Linked DNA regions of Mus musculus: all the other regions are linked to region 1. Evidence: chromatin contacts called from public HiChIP or PLAC-seq data. All regions are on one chromosome and are shown on one strand. Each heading gives the region's core, a stretch centred on a gene start, on an enhancer-like site or on the middle of the called end of the contact. The rest is flanking DNA. Distances are from core to core; before and after follow the strand shown.

Region 1 (5,108 bases), core at 1,564-4,063:
ACAGTGTACTTACATATAAATAAATCTTTAAAAGTTCTTCATGCAAGCTTGTACTTGTGAACTGTTCCTCCCCCACAAGCTTTATCCTCTTCAGGGGGCCTAGAAAGATCTACTGAGGAGAATTATAGGGGTCATTTATTATGCAAGATTAACTAAGTTGCTGTAGGAAAGAATATTTTTTAATGAATTTTAAAAGACCAACTGCTTTAAAGAGGAGCTCTTACCGAACTGGTTTGATGAAGATGAATATGGGGGGAGGGGAAAGCTTATTCTCTCAGCTCTGCGCTCAAGTAGAACTGAACTATCTAGACAGTTTTTAGAATAGCAAGAGAAAGCTGTCTAGAGCAGAACACAGAGAGCACTCTGAAAAGCTGTCTTGAGCAGAACACCCCCACAACCCACCCCCACACATATACACAGACAGGTAGAGGGGGGGAGAGGGAGAGGGGGAGGGGAGGAGAGAGAGAGAGAGAGAGAGAGAGAGAGAGAGAGAGAGAGAGAGAGAAGAAAGAGCACCATCTTAAGCAGAACATAGGCTTGGACCCACAATTTGACTTCAAGTCATTTGTTTCACCATTCCCAGACCAGACACCCCTTCTCTCAGATCCCCTCTCCAAGTCAATGCTGGTCTTTGGCACTTCTTGAAAAACCAACATATTTCTTTTCATTTGGAATAACAGCTACAATTTGCATTTAGATGTCCCCTAAGGCCCGTGTGGCTTGGTTGCCAGAGTAGCACCTTCAAGAGGTAGAAGAATCTTTGTGAGAGACTGTAGGTCTCCTTAGGTCACTGGAAATGTATCCTACAAGTAAGACAACCGGCCTTTCCTCCTCTTTTGTTCTCTGGGCCCGCTGAAGACTTTTCTTTTCTTTTCTTTTCTTTTTTTTTAATACTGTGTGCTGCCTCAACTCAGATGCAAAACCGTGGTCCAACAGATCACACTTGGGAACCTCAAAACAAAAAACAAAAAGTCCGCAGCCAAAACAAAACATTTCTCTTTATCAGTTGCTTGGCTTAGGTGTTTTGCTTCAGTGGTGAAAACTGACCAACATAGTGTCTCTACAACTTCCTGGGCCAGTAAGTTTTTGTTTTTCATATTCTGACATTGAGTTGATTGAACTTTCACCCCAGAAAGAATGCGAGCTTAATAAATTCAGCACCATGTCTTCAATTGCTGTTTTTCCCACAGTGCCCTCCTCTTCCTCTGTATCCTAAACACCCAGTGATTATTGTTAGTGAATTACTTATGATCCTGAAGGAACGGGTTAGGGGAATGAATTTTCATGTCAATGCTTAGGAGGAATGTCACACACAGAGCACACATGCATGGTGAGCTTGCAGATGAGACTCGGGAAAGAAGGACTAAGGACTAAGAACCTCCGACCTACAGGGACAGAGTTTGAGACACTGTAAATAGCAAAACAAACCAAGCCAAAATGTACTTCCGTCTTCCCATTTTTTGTTTTGCTTTATGATTATCTGGATAACTGGCTCATGATTTTGATTCTCTGTCGCCTTAAATCCTCTTACTATGCTACCGACTTGAGAGCTCACGCCCGCTTGTGTCCACTTCGTTCACCGCTTCTAGAAGCAGCAGTTTACTCTTACCTTTTGTAGTGCGTGCCGTGGGCATTTTCAGCCCCATGAATATGGTGTACAACAACTAGTTTGCCTAACCTTATCTTTGATGTCCAGCTGTTTGCCGAGTCCTACAATTTTGAGATGAGGCATTCTGCAATAGTTCATAATAACTGTGTCCCTGGATCCCCGTTTGTTACTTAAAGCTTATTCCATTCTGTTAGTTTGGAATGGATCTTGGATCCTCCACTGGCCTCTCTTTCTATTTAATTTAGTCGCTTTGTCTTTTCCTACTTTTTTTTTTTTTAAATCTGCTCTTAATTTATAACCTTGCTTCTTTCATTAAAAAGTGGAGGCAGGGGTCTGGAAAGTTGACGTTCTTCTAGAGGACCCAGGTTCAATTCTCAGCACCCGCATGGCAGTTCACAACTGTCTGCAACTTCAGTTTCAGGGGGATCTGTCACTCTTACCTATGAACAGAACATCAAATTAAATAATTATTAGCACAAAAAGTGGAGGCAGAGGGTTGGACCAAAAATCTTAGTCTTTTTCCTTGTTTGAAACTTCCCATGAATGATGCTGCAATTGTTCTGATAACCACCACGGCTCTTCCCACTATGGAGCCTTCATGACTAAGTCTAGGGGAGAATAACGACCCACATACACATGCCCTGTGTGCTATCAGAAAAAACTTGGTTCCCTTAATCCTTGAAGAACTTAGGTATTATTACAGTAGGTAATAAACTAGGTATTAATACAATATGAGATGGCAAAGATGTTGCCTTGTAAGTGTGCATAGAGATACCGCCTTCATTTCTAGTAATTCATCAGTGAATGAGTACTCAGAGTGAACACTTGAAGAAGGGCTTCAATCGATGGTAAAGGAAACACCCTTTTAGGTTCAGCAAACTGGAGAGAAGACTGGGAGCCGCTTACAGCAGAGCAGCTCCAAAGTTTAGCGCCTAAGAGAACCGGCCAAGCGCTGTGGTACCCAGCAGGTCAGCTTGGACGCCTGACTGCTGGAAGAGTCCATTAGTCATGGCCAAGGCGGGGAGTTCACCACGACGGAGTGCGGACCTGGCTGCCCGCTGCGCAGAGGACAGCCTGCTGCCAGGACAGTCACCCCCGCTCCACCGACCAGGTGAGCCCATCCCCCGGGCCAGAGTCCTATTGGAGCAGAGGAGCGCTAGGGGGAGGGGAGAGGATGAAGTCTTTGGCTGGAAGGGACAGTGCGGGGAAAGGATTAGCGTTGCAGAGGGTTGCGCTGGGTGTGAAGGGAGGAACGGCAGCGGTGGGGACCCTGGGTGTGAAGGGAGGCCCGGCACCGGCGGGGATCGGAGGGCACGCAGATGTCGGTGACCTCAGAACCAGGTAGGATGTGACTTGGGGTTGGTGCTGAGGGAATCCAGTGGGTCGGGGAGGGCTACAGCATCTCTTAGGCAGTTCCCGGGCAGCCGCCGCTTGCACCTGTTGCTGGAGGTAGGAGCGAGGGCGGCGCAGAAGGCGGGCGGGTAGCGGCCGCACGGACAAGCGGGTGGCGGGCTGCGGGTAACGGGACAAATGCCTGGTCCCTGCACAAGGCTGCGGCTTTGCATAGCTGCTCCCAAAGCTGCCATCTCAGAGAAGAGGAGACTGGGATGAGCAGAGCGAAAAGTTCCCATATCTCTTTCTGCCCAGTTGAAACACAGGCTCTAGTTTCAAAGATGGCTTGGAAAAATAATTGGGCAAGAACTGCAGGTGGTCGGTAGATAAAACTTCTTTTTGTGAATATCGAGGTAACTTTAAAGGAATCTTGTTAATGTTCCAGATACCTACTGCTTCAGGGAGTTTCAGTCAAGCACATTGTTTCCGATGAGTTTGAAATTAACATAGAGTGTAAAAATTCCTTATGTATATACACACACATATTTCTTTTATATTTTAAATTTCCTGAACTATTTTTCATTTCCATTGAGAAAATAACTTTAAGGTACAACATTAAGTTGTATATAACTTGTGTAAACTAACATCTTACAAAATCTATAGCCTTTAACATGTACATAATGTGTTTATAAGCTGCACATTCTTTTTTATTAGATATTTTCTTTATTTACATGTCAAATGTTATCCCCTTTCCTAGTTTCCCCTTCGAAAATCCCCTATCCTCTTCCTCCCTCCCCCTGCTCCCCAGTCCACTCACTCCTGCTTCCTGGCTCTGGCATTCCCCTATACTGGGGCATAGAACCTTCACAGGACCAAGGGCCTCTCCTTCCATTGATGACCGACTAGGCCATTCTCTGTTACATATGCAGCTGGAGCCATGAGTCCCACCATGTGTTTTCTTTGATTGGTGATTTAGTCCCAGGGAGCTCTGGGGTTACTGGTTAGTTCATATTAATACTCCTCCTATGGGGCTGCAGACCCCTTCATAAGCTGCACATTTGTAGAAATTGGAATTAAGATGTTACTTCTTGACAGGAAAAGTCCAAAATACCCCTTAAGTGATTTGGCACTGAGTGTTACAACCATCTTCCATCCCTGAACCAAAGCTTCCTTCTTTGTGAGTCATCTCTCCAAAGAACTAGAGCAAAGAAATAAAGAGAAAGGACATTAAAGAAGACAGTAGACATTTAATCAGGGCAGAGGTACCAGACTTATGTCTGGGAGATTTCCTAGGCTAAGTAGTAAACTCCTACTGATTTACAAATACATTCTGAATTATTACAAAAAAAATGCATGCGATTGCATGTGTTGGAGAATTATATCCCACTTCTGCCACAACTTAAGTGACTTTGAACATGAAACTGTTCTTCAGGATTTTGTTTCTTCACTTATAAAATCAAGCTCTTTGTGCTAGGTGATTGCAAAGATGTAGTCTAGTTAAAAATTACATCACTCAAGGTTGCATCTGTTAAAAAAACAATGAGTATATCAAATGCATCCAAGCAAAATTGAACAACTGAACCACCTTATTTCCATGATGAATATGTACAATTCAATTCTTACTCAAAGACATTAGTCATGAGCTCCTTGAAGTCCTTTATAAAGACCTTATTTGACATATCATCATCATAAACTAAAGAGCAGTATCCTAATTCCCAGACAGTGACACTGAAGCTGGGAACTTTCAAGATTTCTGCTTCAAATCCCCAGTTATGAAAACCAGATCAAGGGTCTTTTCTGAGTGCTTTTAGACGTCCATTATGCTGAATATTAGGAACATTACCTTAATCTCCTATAGACTCACGAAATCTGACTATACCAAGTCCACAGTGAGGCAAAGGCTAACTATGTGAGAGCATCAAGTCTTGATGCCATCAGGTATAAGAACAAAGTGTTAGTTAAAATTCTCAGTATTTAGGAAAATAATTTAGTTTTACGCTGTTGAATTCCTATTGTATTTGATGTCATAGAATAATAATATGAAATATTTAGGACACAAATGTTCTTATAGAAATAAAAACAATTGTTAGAAATACTGTGAAGGAGCAAAAGGCCATGTTACACCAGAGAATGTCAGCTGTTTTGTCCCTTGGAGGTGGCCATGCTC
Region 2 (5,108 bases), core at 1,137-3,636, 2.6 Mb before region 1:
ATTGACTTTACATCCCACTCACTGGCCCCCTCCCACAATCCTTCCCCTGACCCCCACCCCCACCCCGAGCAGGTGGGGCCCCCAGAATATCCCTCAACCCTGGTAGATCAAGTCTCTGTACCACATTAAATTTTAATCAGAAACTTGTATTTGTCATGAAATAAGGTTCTAAGTCACTGAATGTAAAGAATCAGAAGATGACTAAAAGCCAATTCTACTTTTGCCAGGAATTTAGAACTTCTCAAAGAGTTCAAACTCTTACCAAATGCATGTATGTAAACTAATGGGTAGAATCTGGGTCTTGAGAGTTCATGTCTAGTGAGTGTTCTTCTCACTGTATGGTTCACAACTTAAAACAAACTGTTAATTCAACCAAGCTCAACCTAAATTCCGACCATCCTTGCTTTATTTTTTTAAAGGATTCCAAGCAATGACGGCAATTCCATACACAAACATCAACTTCATAGCGGTGAACAACTTTAACTTTAGTCAAGTAACTAACTCAAAAACAAGACAGATCAATGTCACAATGGGGACAACCAGGCCCCACATTGTGAAGTGTCACCAAGAGATTAGCTGAAAATATATCTACTTCCTTAGAGCGGCCAGAATGGTTCTGTGGCTCTCTGGATGCAGAGAACACACTCTAATTCAGCTTCCCTGTGACTATCGTGTATTTAATCATTTTATTTAGATACTAGTGTCAACTTCCTAGACAAGACCAAGTTTATTAGACCTCACCTCAGGTATAACACTGCCTGCTTCTAAACTCCACATTCTTCCTTCTGTAAAATTTGAAGAGATGGGGAGGTTGCTAGACTTTAATTCCTTCTAGTTCTAACGTTCCCTCTCTAATTTCACTATCTCAAATGAAAACAGAACTCTCTTAAGGAATCTAAGCCATACTATTCAGAGGTTCAAAACACTAAAACAAACAAACAAACAAACAAAAACATTAAAAGAAACAAGTCACCTGGTAGTTTGCAACTGGAACCAGGTGATTTTTTTATTCTCTAGTAAGTCATACAAAACAGCAATATTAATCCTGAAAAAAGGGGCATGGCCAAACTGGGAGTAGTGGCATATGCATTTGATCCCAGCACTTGGGAAGCAGAGGCAGACAGATCTCTGAATCAGAGGGCAGTGTGGTCTACATAAAAAGGCAGCAGCATAGTCAACTAAAGCTTGAACCCAAGATAGAAGTCTCTGCAGATGGTTTGAAATCGTTCATGTGGCTGATTGCCTGTTCAACTTTACCAGAACCCTAGGACCTTGGAAATAGCAACTATCTTTTTTAAATCCTTTTATGTTCCAGGAAGTAGTTGACTGCAGTCACCAGCCCCTACACAACCACCTGCCTTCCTCTCATAGTCCCCCAATAAAGCCAAACTTAGATGTTTCGAAATCCCATTCATTTCATCAATTAACTCCTGAACTGTGTGATCAGTCAGCACCCATTGCTTCTTATCTACAGTTGATTAAGACGTTCTTTGTACAAGTCCCTGAACCTTGTCCTTTCAGACTAAAACAGCAGAGAACTCTGAGAATGACTGGCCTCACGGTAAAACACCCTTCGGTTACTCCTTTCCCTCCAATCTCTCACACCAGGTTCTTTTTATGTTTACGTATCCTTCTCACCTAACCTTTAAGACACTTGCAAATAATATGGCTCAAGCTGTGCTCCCTCCTTCGATAGAGATGTACAATAGGAAATTACAAATTTTTCCTTTCAAGTTAAATCTGTTGGGACTCAACCTGGACATTTTCTTTAAAAGTGACATTGATTTTCAGTTCTGCTCTAGTTGAGTGTTAAGAGAAGCCAATTTTGTCTTAAGTGCCTCGGCGTTGCTTGTCTCCAAGGAGACAGGCAAGCGTGCAAAAAGGCACTGCTGCGTCCTTAAAATCTCAGCCAAAAGCCTGCGGCGGGAAAAGGTGGCAGGGACAACGTGGTGGGTAGAGCAAGGTCATCAGTGGGCCACCTGGCGCCACAGGACACACGCGAGGGCAGACTCCTTAGACTGGGTACTCCGACAGACCCGCCCCTCTCCAACCCCACAGGTCCCTCGGCTGTCTGGAACCCCGGCGGCGGCCGCGCGCACTCTGGGAAGGTTGGGGTCCTGCCAGCGGTTCATCCCAACGCTCCAGCAGGTTCCATTCCCAGCAGGGACATCAACCGGCTCCTTTCACAGACTGACCTCCCTGTCCTTTCCTCCTGAAGGTTGTCACTCTCATCCTCACAAGACTCACCATAACGCCAAGAACAGGTCGTGGGACAGACAGTCTAGAGTCCCCGGGACCGTCCAGAATCTCCCCTTCAGGTTCTGCAAAACGGAGCTCTCGAAACCGCGAAGGGAAAGGTCTTCCGGCTCGGCCGGAAGTCCTGCCCGCATGGGACAGGAAGTTCCTCCCTCTCCGGACCGCCAGCGACCCCACGCCACGCAGAGAGGAGGAGCCGCAAGGCGTTCTCTAAAGCCACTTCCGTGGGTGTGAGGCTAGGGCGGGGGGCGGGGCTGACCTTGAGAACGCAGGGGCGCAGGCGCACAGGTAGGTGGGCGGGGCGGGGCAGGGCGGGGCGGGGCGGCATGCCCGCAGGATTCCTAGGTAGGTGCGGTATTTTTCGCGGGCGCTGGTGGTCGGTTTGTGCTGCTGCAGGGATCAGCTGGGTGGGTGTAGCCCTCGTACTCTGACGGTTTATTGAGGGTAAAGAACCTTCTTGGCTGTATTCATGCTGAGATCATTCAGAAATTGTTTAGCTCAGCCAGCCTCTTTTCTGTCCGCTTTCCTTACGCAGTACCTTGGAATCTCAGTTAAAAATTCATGCTGTCCAAGCACCTTCCTCTCTTAGGTCAATGGAATGTGACCTTTAGAAGTTCTTTGCTCTTCACAGACGCCAGCTCAAGCCAGAGGATATCTACAAAGAGCAGAGGAGCTAAGAAGAAAATTCAGTATGGACATTTCCTACCTACTTAATACCAATATGAACAAAAAGGGCCTTACAACATTCTCATATACATACATACATAAATACACACACATTTATGCTTTATGACACCTCCCTCCTTCCAAATCTGTACCAGTGAACTTGCCTTTATATTGTGATGAGGGTTAACCATAGAGGTAAGTTTGAAATAAGGACACAGAGCATCTTTGGCCCAGAAATTATCACACCGTTTAACGATCCTTATGGAAACATGCTTATCTCACCCTTCTCCGTGAGATACCTTTTACCATAATGTGGTTCTCTTGTGGAGTCAGAACTGGGGAGGAAATTCATCTTCAGCAGTCAAGGTTGCACAAACTTGCAACTATGAAACAGCTATGATGTTCAACCTCTAACTGGCCCAAGGACCCTGGGAAACAATCCTGAGCTACCTAGAGATGTTAGATTGGTGCTGTTTCAAAAGGATACAGAAACAAAGTTTATACATTATGTTAATTTTTAATGGTGGGGGGAGATAGGGTGACAGGTGATAGAGAAATTATAAGAAATGAGAGAAGCTACTCCGAGACCAATAGCCTTGAGGAATAGTTTGTGAAACTGAGAACTTCCCCAAGGGTTCTGTTACTGCTTTATAGAAACAAGCCTGTTAATAGACAGGCCCCAGGGCAACTGCAGTATAGTAAAGAAGGACTCCGGTTGACCGCTCCTGTATCTGGGGGAAGCCATTGCTATCCTTGAGAAAGAAAAGATGGAGGTGGCGAGTGCCTATCAGCCTGTCAGTGACATCACATTCTGTGAAGTCTTGTCTTTCACTTGTGACACAGTGGGTCTTCCATCTGTCCTAAACCTGGCAGCCTTGTTAAGGATCAGAAAACATCTTCTCCTATATGACAGTAGGATAGGAATTATTAGCAGGATAGAATCCATTCCTGCCAGAGGAAAAACAAGAAATCAGTTTTTACTACCTTATTACTTTCAATAGACTGTCAGATTCTATATTCTCTATTTTGTACATGGCGCATTGATTAACAATCCTTGGTTAAAATACTTTAGTTTCACATAGTGTGTATATGTTTACATTTACAACTGTATCAAGTCTTTTTGTCCTATTAAAAAACAATATATTCTACTAATTACCTGTTTTTTTTTATTGACCATTTTCTATTTCTTAAATGTATAGAAGTCTTTGACAAAGATTCAGAGAAAGAATTATGAAAAGGAAAGAGAGGAAATGTGATGATGAAGATGAAAAGATCTTTTTGGCAAATTAGTTATGATCACAGTCTTTGATAAAAGTCATGGCTGCTTACCATGTGGGGTTTGTGATAATTTAAAATGTCCTCTCTACGAACTGATCTCAGATGTGTATAAATATCAACAGAATAGTATTTACATGAGCACTCTGGCCTGAAACTCTTCCAATTTTAAAAATCAATTTTTAAAAGTCTTAAACCGTCTTAACAAAATGTGTTAATAGTTTTACCTCTAAAAAAAATTCAAACACTTTTCTCTTTCCTTTACTGAATATGATATGTTTTATTCTGTGATTTCTATTTCTTGTAAATGGTAATTAGTCTGTAACTATGTGGAAAGTTGGGTTTTGTTTCCTTAGGTAAATTGTACTTAAAATTCTTTATTGGCCATCTTAGAAAAATCATGTACCAGTAACAATGATTTATTGGTCATGTTCTGCCATATATGGTTAGTGGAACATTTTGCAATTGTTCCAAAAAGCCACTAGAGGAAAATGGTTGCCTTTTAAGTAGGATCAGAGGATGGGACCTTTGTGGTGTGCTGAGTGTCCTTGTCAGAGAGAGAAGAACTTGCTTCCTCGTTGTTTATTCTGCACCATGTGAGAACTTAGTCACAACTCATTTGCCAACAACAAAGGGGTCCATTTTCACCCCCACCAGTGATACATATGGGAACTAATTTTGTGGTTTAAATCACTCAGTTTATGGTACTTTTGTTATAGTATCCAAAGTAAAGAATGCAAAATTGTGTTCAGTGTAATTGCTTTGACGTGAATAAAAAGCCCTACACTCACAGAGAAAGATAATTGAAAATGTATCCATTACCATTCAGCATTCATTTTCTAAACTGTTCTATTTGAAACAATTATTAAAAAAAATTGTCCATCAATAAAGCTTCTTAAAGCCTACCTATA
Region 3 (5,108 bases), core at 1,334-3,833, 2.1 Mb before region 1:
AAGTCTCAGCTCATTTTTATAAATGCAGTTTTTGTTCTAATTTTCTTGAAAGTGGATAGGAGTATGTTCTGTAACATATGCACTCAAACCTTGAGATAGACACTTAGCAATCTGTGTGGTGTGTGGTGTGTGAGTAAACTCACATTGCTAATACTGAATAAAACAGAGCTCTATTCCTTCTCAATGAGCCTTATATCTTGCTGAGTATTAAGGTTTCTTCTTGAAAAATGAAGCCTTCATAGGAGAGAGAAGGAGAGGGAAAAGACTGCAGAACAATTAGACTATACTGGGCAGACATACACCAGGCAACCAAACCCAGTTCACAGGGGTTTTTAGGTCTTGCAAGCACCTTGGAAAGCGGCAGTGTTCCTTTTCCCTTCTCTGTGTGGGACTTTAGAATGTATCTTATTTGTCACCCCCAAATCATAGCTAGAATGGATTCTGGTTTCACTGTCTTTGGTATAACTTTAAACATTTTTGAGCCCTGATGTGAAAAATACAGAAAAGTGGAACGTGTGCTTTAAAATGGTGGAATTTTTTGGTGTTTGCATGCAAACCAGTGCCAACAAGTCAGCATATTATACCCTGGGTAAAGGAAAGTTGCTTGATTTAGAACAGAAAATTAGGTCAGCATAATAATTCATGTCATAAAAAAACATGAAAATGTTTGCTATAAAAACATAGATGTGAGTGGTCATTGTGATTAGTGTGAAGGGTGGAGACAGAATCCTGGTGTGTTTTGGTCTCCCTTGATATAACTCTCTCTTTAGTACAGAATTAAAGAAATGAAAACAGACTGAACTACTAGATTGGGACTGGGCTCTTTGTCACATGCCCATGGTCTACTGTCTCCAGAGAAGGCACAGTTATTCCATTCCCTGCTTGTTGAGTAACATGAAGAAACGGATGCAAGGGTGGCAGTATTGATCAGAAAACATTACTCTGTGAGAAGGAGACTGGTACATTTGAAGTCTGCTTAAATCCATAGTTGGTTGTCTAGGGAGGGAGCCTTTATGTGTATGAGTTGGCAGTCTGAGGGAATGAAGCTCTGAGGAAGAGCTTCCTAAGTCAGCTCCCATGGAGAGGTTCTCCCAGAACACCTGTGTGCATCTACGCGGAGGTGTGTGTGTGTGTGTTGTGTTGTGTGTGTGTAAAACATTTGATCAAAAAATACATTCATAAAATTCTGCCTTGTTATCTATTGGAACCAGGTATCAAGGTCATTAACTGCCCAGGACTCAGCATCCTTGGTTTTGATGGCTTCTTTCATCTCTCTGGCTCTTTACTGTACTTCTTTTCAGTAGGGCGAGGCTGAATTTTCTCCTCCTCCCTTCTTGATTCTGGCAAACAAAACCATTCTACCACTTGAGCCATCTGCCGCAGGTGTAATGGATGGCAGGGGGCCCCCCCCGACCTAACTACACCCCAGTCTCTTCCAGGTCCTCACCTCTTGGCACCAAACAAATGAGTCCTGTTCTGCCGCTAGGGTGCCAAGGTGAATGGTGGGTGCTGGCTCCAGCCTTTGGCAACACTCAGTGCTTAGAAACTAGAACCAGCTGACAACACACGCAACAGACAGGCACCCCCCCACCCCAATCTGCACACAAATGGAAGATGCATACATAACACTTAAAAGCCTTTTTGATTCCCTCTTAATTCTTGGTAACTTCGAGCTGTCTTACTCATTACATATAGACGTCCCCCCCCCCCCCGAGTGTGTTTGCGTGTAGGGGGCACGCACGAATGTGCGTGTATATTTAAATAACGCTTATTGGTAGGTCAGCAGCAGCTGATCAGTCATGGTGATCCAATAATCTTTTTGACTACATACGAATTTTCGTTAAAGTCATTCTTTATAAAAGGAAAATAACAATATCCTGTACAATCTAGGGATCCTAGGTTAGAATCGAGGGGATAGTAGAACCAAAGAGCGCCCACCTTGCCAAACTTTCCCTTTTAAAGGTCTGAGAGAAGAATACTTTCTCACTTCCTGATACCAAAGCGTCACTTGAACGAGGGTATGTAAGGAGCGGAGGTGCAGGTCCGCATAGGGAGAGGGCTCTAGAAGTCACAGCCGTCTCGGATGACCTTAGCAGGTTGGGAAGCAGCCCTAGGCGGGAGCCTGAGCCACAAGCTAGCTACAAGGCGCACTGGCACCCATTTATTCTGGAACCCTTACGCTGTAGCCCTTCCCCGACCTTCACTCCATCCCAGTTTTAACCGCTGTTTGATTACCACCAGACTCTCAGATTTGGGCGGGGTCTGGACCCTTCCAAGTGAGAGCTCTTCGGGCCCCCAGAGTACTCACCTTTGGCGAGACCTTGGCAAATCACAGCCCAGAAGCATCAAGTTTCCACTCCCAGATGTACCAGAGTCCCTCCTGTCTTCCATTCACAGCAAGGCCTCTCTCTCCTCTCTCTCTCTCTCTCTCTCTCTCTCTCTCTCTCTCTCTCCCTCTCTCTCTACTTTCGGAAGCAAAACAGCTTGGTTATTCAGAGGAGGAAAGAGACACGAAAGAGTGGGGGAGGGTGAAAGAGAGAGGAAAAGAAGGGAGAGGGGGAGAATGGAGGTTGAAGAGGAGAAGAACCAGAAGATAGTGCGGGCGTTGGTAGAAGAGGAGGAGGAAGAGGTGGAGGGATGGGAGGGGTAGGGTGGAGTAACAGAAGATGGGGTGGGATGTGACCGCCAGGAATAAATTGCTCCCCACCCAGCTGCAGTGCGACGCCCCCAGCGTCTCTGGGGAGCTGGTGCGTCAGCTCCGGACTGGCCTAGGCGGGGCGGTACAAAAGCTAGCACCGCAGGACCCCCTGCGAGGGCTTCCACCCAGTTCAGCCAGCCCACGAGGCCGCTTCCCCAGGCAGCCTCCTTGCTCGGGCGAGGTGACTCTCCACGGCCTTCAAACCCTCCGGAACTTTTACTTCAGCCGGGGAGCCTAGCCATCCTGTTTGGTTTCAGAAAAGTGCGGAAGCCCGCAGGGCATCCTCACCCTCACTGGCGGCTTAACGCCGTGGCCTGAGCGGCTGCGGTCGGTTGAGTCCTGTTCCACCTCCAGCCCCGCTTTCCCAATGCCCGGGTTAAGCGGAGCCCCGACTCTCCGCTTGCCTCTGGGCATCTCTGCCTCTTCTATGCCCTTTCCTCTTCTTTCTTTCTTTCTTTCTTTCTTTCTTTCTTTCTTTCTTTCTTTCTTTCTTTCTTTCTTTCTTTCTTTCTTTCTTCCTTCCTTCCTTCCTTCCTTCCTTCCTTCCTTCCTTTCTCTCTCTCTCTCTCTCTCTCTCTCTCTCTCTCTCTCCCCCCTCCCCCTCTCTATATGTGTGTGTATTGGTGTGTACGTTTGTGTTTGTGCTCACGCGTGAACGCATGTGTGTATATAAGCGCGCAGTGCACGTTCTGAGCAAGAAAGAAGGTAAAATCTGGCACAAAAGTAGTTTTGGTCTCCTGCATCTTGAAGACAGGAGCAAGTTAAACGTATTTGACATTACATTTCGAAGTTTAAAAAAAAAAAACGAGGCTGGAGCACGACGGATCATTTAAACTGAGGTTTTACACTGCAAGGATCATTTATTATTGTTAAGTAAGATGAAAATAAGCTGAAAATGAAAAGCAATCAGTAGGGCAGAAAACAAGATATTTTGCCAACCGTCCGAAGTTGGGAGCGGTTGGAAAGGTTTTCCTGAGTAGGAACATCCAGGGTGGATAAAGGTGGAAGCCACAGATTCACACAAAACCGCTTCAGTACGTGATGGGATTAGAAATGGGACCGTGCTTTCCGACACAGACAACCCTTTAGTTCTCTGTTAACCGCATTAAACCAGCCCCATACAATGATTTCATGGACGCCTTTAATGCACAGACACGGGGGAGTCACGGAGGGTGCACGCGGTCGGTTTGAAAAATTCATAAAGAGAAAAAGTTTTAAAACATCGATATCTAAACACTCGAGTGCGTTTTTTCTCAGACAATCATACCTAAACACAGTGAGCCCCCCCCCATCTTCATTTCCTTGCTGATCTCTAGATGCGACCTTGTACAGTAGGCCGCTAGGTTCCACATAATTCTACTTACATTCATCTGAATGGCGCGTCATAAAATGTCAGAGGGGGGAGGAAACCCTTGAGGGGCGTGGAGAAGAAGCCTTTTATTAGCAATTATATCTTCCAAAGCTGTTTAATTTCAATAATAGCAATGGTGTCGCGGTAACCATCTCCTTTCTGCCATTACAGTGAGACTACCAAATGGATCGCAGCACTATGGGTGTGTATACTTAGTTGAGAGGCTACGATTGCTGGACTTTATGCACGTATCATAGGGCAGGAAGAATTTCCCAGGCATTATTTTGTTTAGCACCTGGTATAAGGACTCATTTACCTCCAAATTTTATTTCAGGATAACAGTTAGAAGATGTTGCTGATTTATGCCTACCGTGGGCTTAAAGTAAAATGGAAAACGAAGTTGGTTTTTTTTTTTTAAATTAAGTTAGTTGAAGGCAAATAAATATATTTTCCTTGAGCAGAACGAGCTGGCTATGAACTATATAAAGTGAAGGTCATATTTCACCACCCTGTCTGGGATTTTCAAGGTTGTTTAGGAGAGCACAAACAAGAAAACAAACTAAGAGCACAGAGCCAGAACCCAGCCTGTGCGTCGTCGGCATCACGCTGCCTAGAACAAACATCCTGGCTACAGCGGTGCCCTCCCAGACTTACAAAGCTGCATTGATATGGATCCGGCATGCAAGGATAAAAGTTCACCATCCCATAGCATCTCCCAAACATTGTGAAGTGAGTGTTTGTAGAAGGACAGCATTCAGACTGTAGTGCAACGACAGGCCAGAGATAGAGCCTTTATGATATGTCATCATTTAACAGGCGAACAATAATTAACCACCTTTGCCTGTTGAATACTAATTGTAGATGTTTGGCTGCCTTTGTTTGAAATTATGAGACATTGCCAGAGGAGGCAGAAGGGTGTGACAATCATAGGTTTAGATTACAGATGTTTAAGACATAGAGAAAGTCCAAAGATAGCTGTGGCTGGGTTTAAGAAGGTCTCCACAAAACTTCTCTTTGCAAAAACTTCTCTTAATACCTGAGATAGACAACTTCATAGAT

Evidence for each region. HiChIP or PLAC-seq counts read pairs in DNA pulled down with a chosen protein or histone mark.
Region 2: a contact with region 1 is called in an H3K27ac HiChIP or PLAC-seq map of embryonic stem cells, with 6 times the contacts expected there. The contact joins the promoter of Tmem161b here to the promoter of Adgrv1 in region 1. A contact is called at or near these places in 4 of 39 promoter capture datasets (embryonic stem cells, frontonasal cranial neural crest, hippocampal neurons and 1 more), 1 of 115 datasets of contacts at active chromatin or transcription factors (embryonic stem cells) and 1 of 9 other capture datasets (liver).
Region 3: a contact with region 1 is called in an H3K4me3 HiChIP or PLAC-seq map of embryonic hindbrain, with 4 times the contacts expected there. The contact joins the promoter of C130071C03Rik here to the promoter of Adgrv1 in region 1. A contact is called at or near these places in 1 of 39 promoter capture datasets (hippocampal neurons) and 3 of 115 datasets of contacts at active chromatin or transcription factors (embryonic hindbrain, embryonic midbrain and forebrain).

Annotation. Positions count from the first base shown.
Region 1 is chr13:81,630,849-81,635,956 of GRCm38.p6, reverse strand. Adgrv1 (adhesion G protein-coupled receptor V1) reads left to right here and starts at 2,813. Exons shown (of 90, transcript NM_054053.4): 1 at 2,813-2,950. The coding sequence starts at 2,929.
Region 2 is chr13:84,219,574-84,224,681 of GRCm38.p6, reverse strand. Tmem161b (transmembrane protein 161B) reads right to left here and starts at 2,386. Exons shown (of 12, transcript NM_175187.5): 1 at 2,248-2,386. The coding sequence starts at 2,250. A230107N01Rik (RIKEN cDNA A230107N01 gene) reads left to right here and starts at 2,507. Exons shown (of 2, transcript NR_138587.1): 1 at 2,507-2,544; 2 at 2,792-5,101.
Region 3 is chr13:83,718,856-83,723,963 of GRCm38.p6, reverse strand. It overlaps C130071C03Rik (RIKEN cDNA C130071C03 gene), which reads right to left and starts at 2,583. Exons shown (of 4, transcript NR_152245.1): 1 at 2,309-2,583. Gm52046 (a long non-coding RNA gene) reads left to right here and starts at 2,309. Exons shown (of 2, transcript XR_003950632.1): 1 at 2,309-5,108.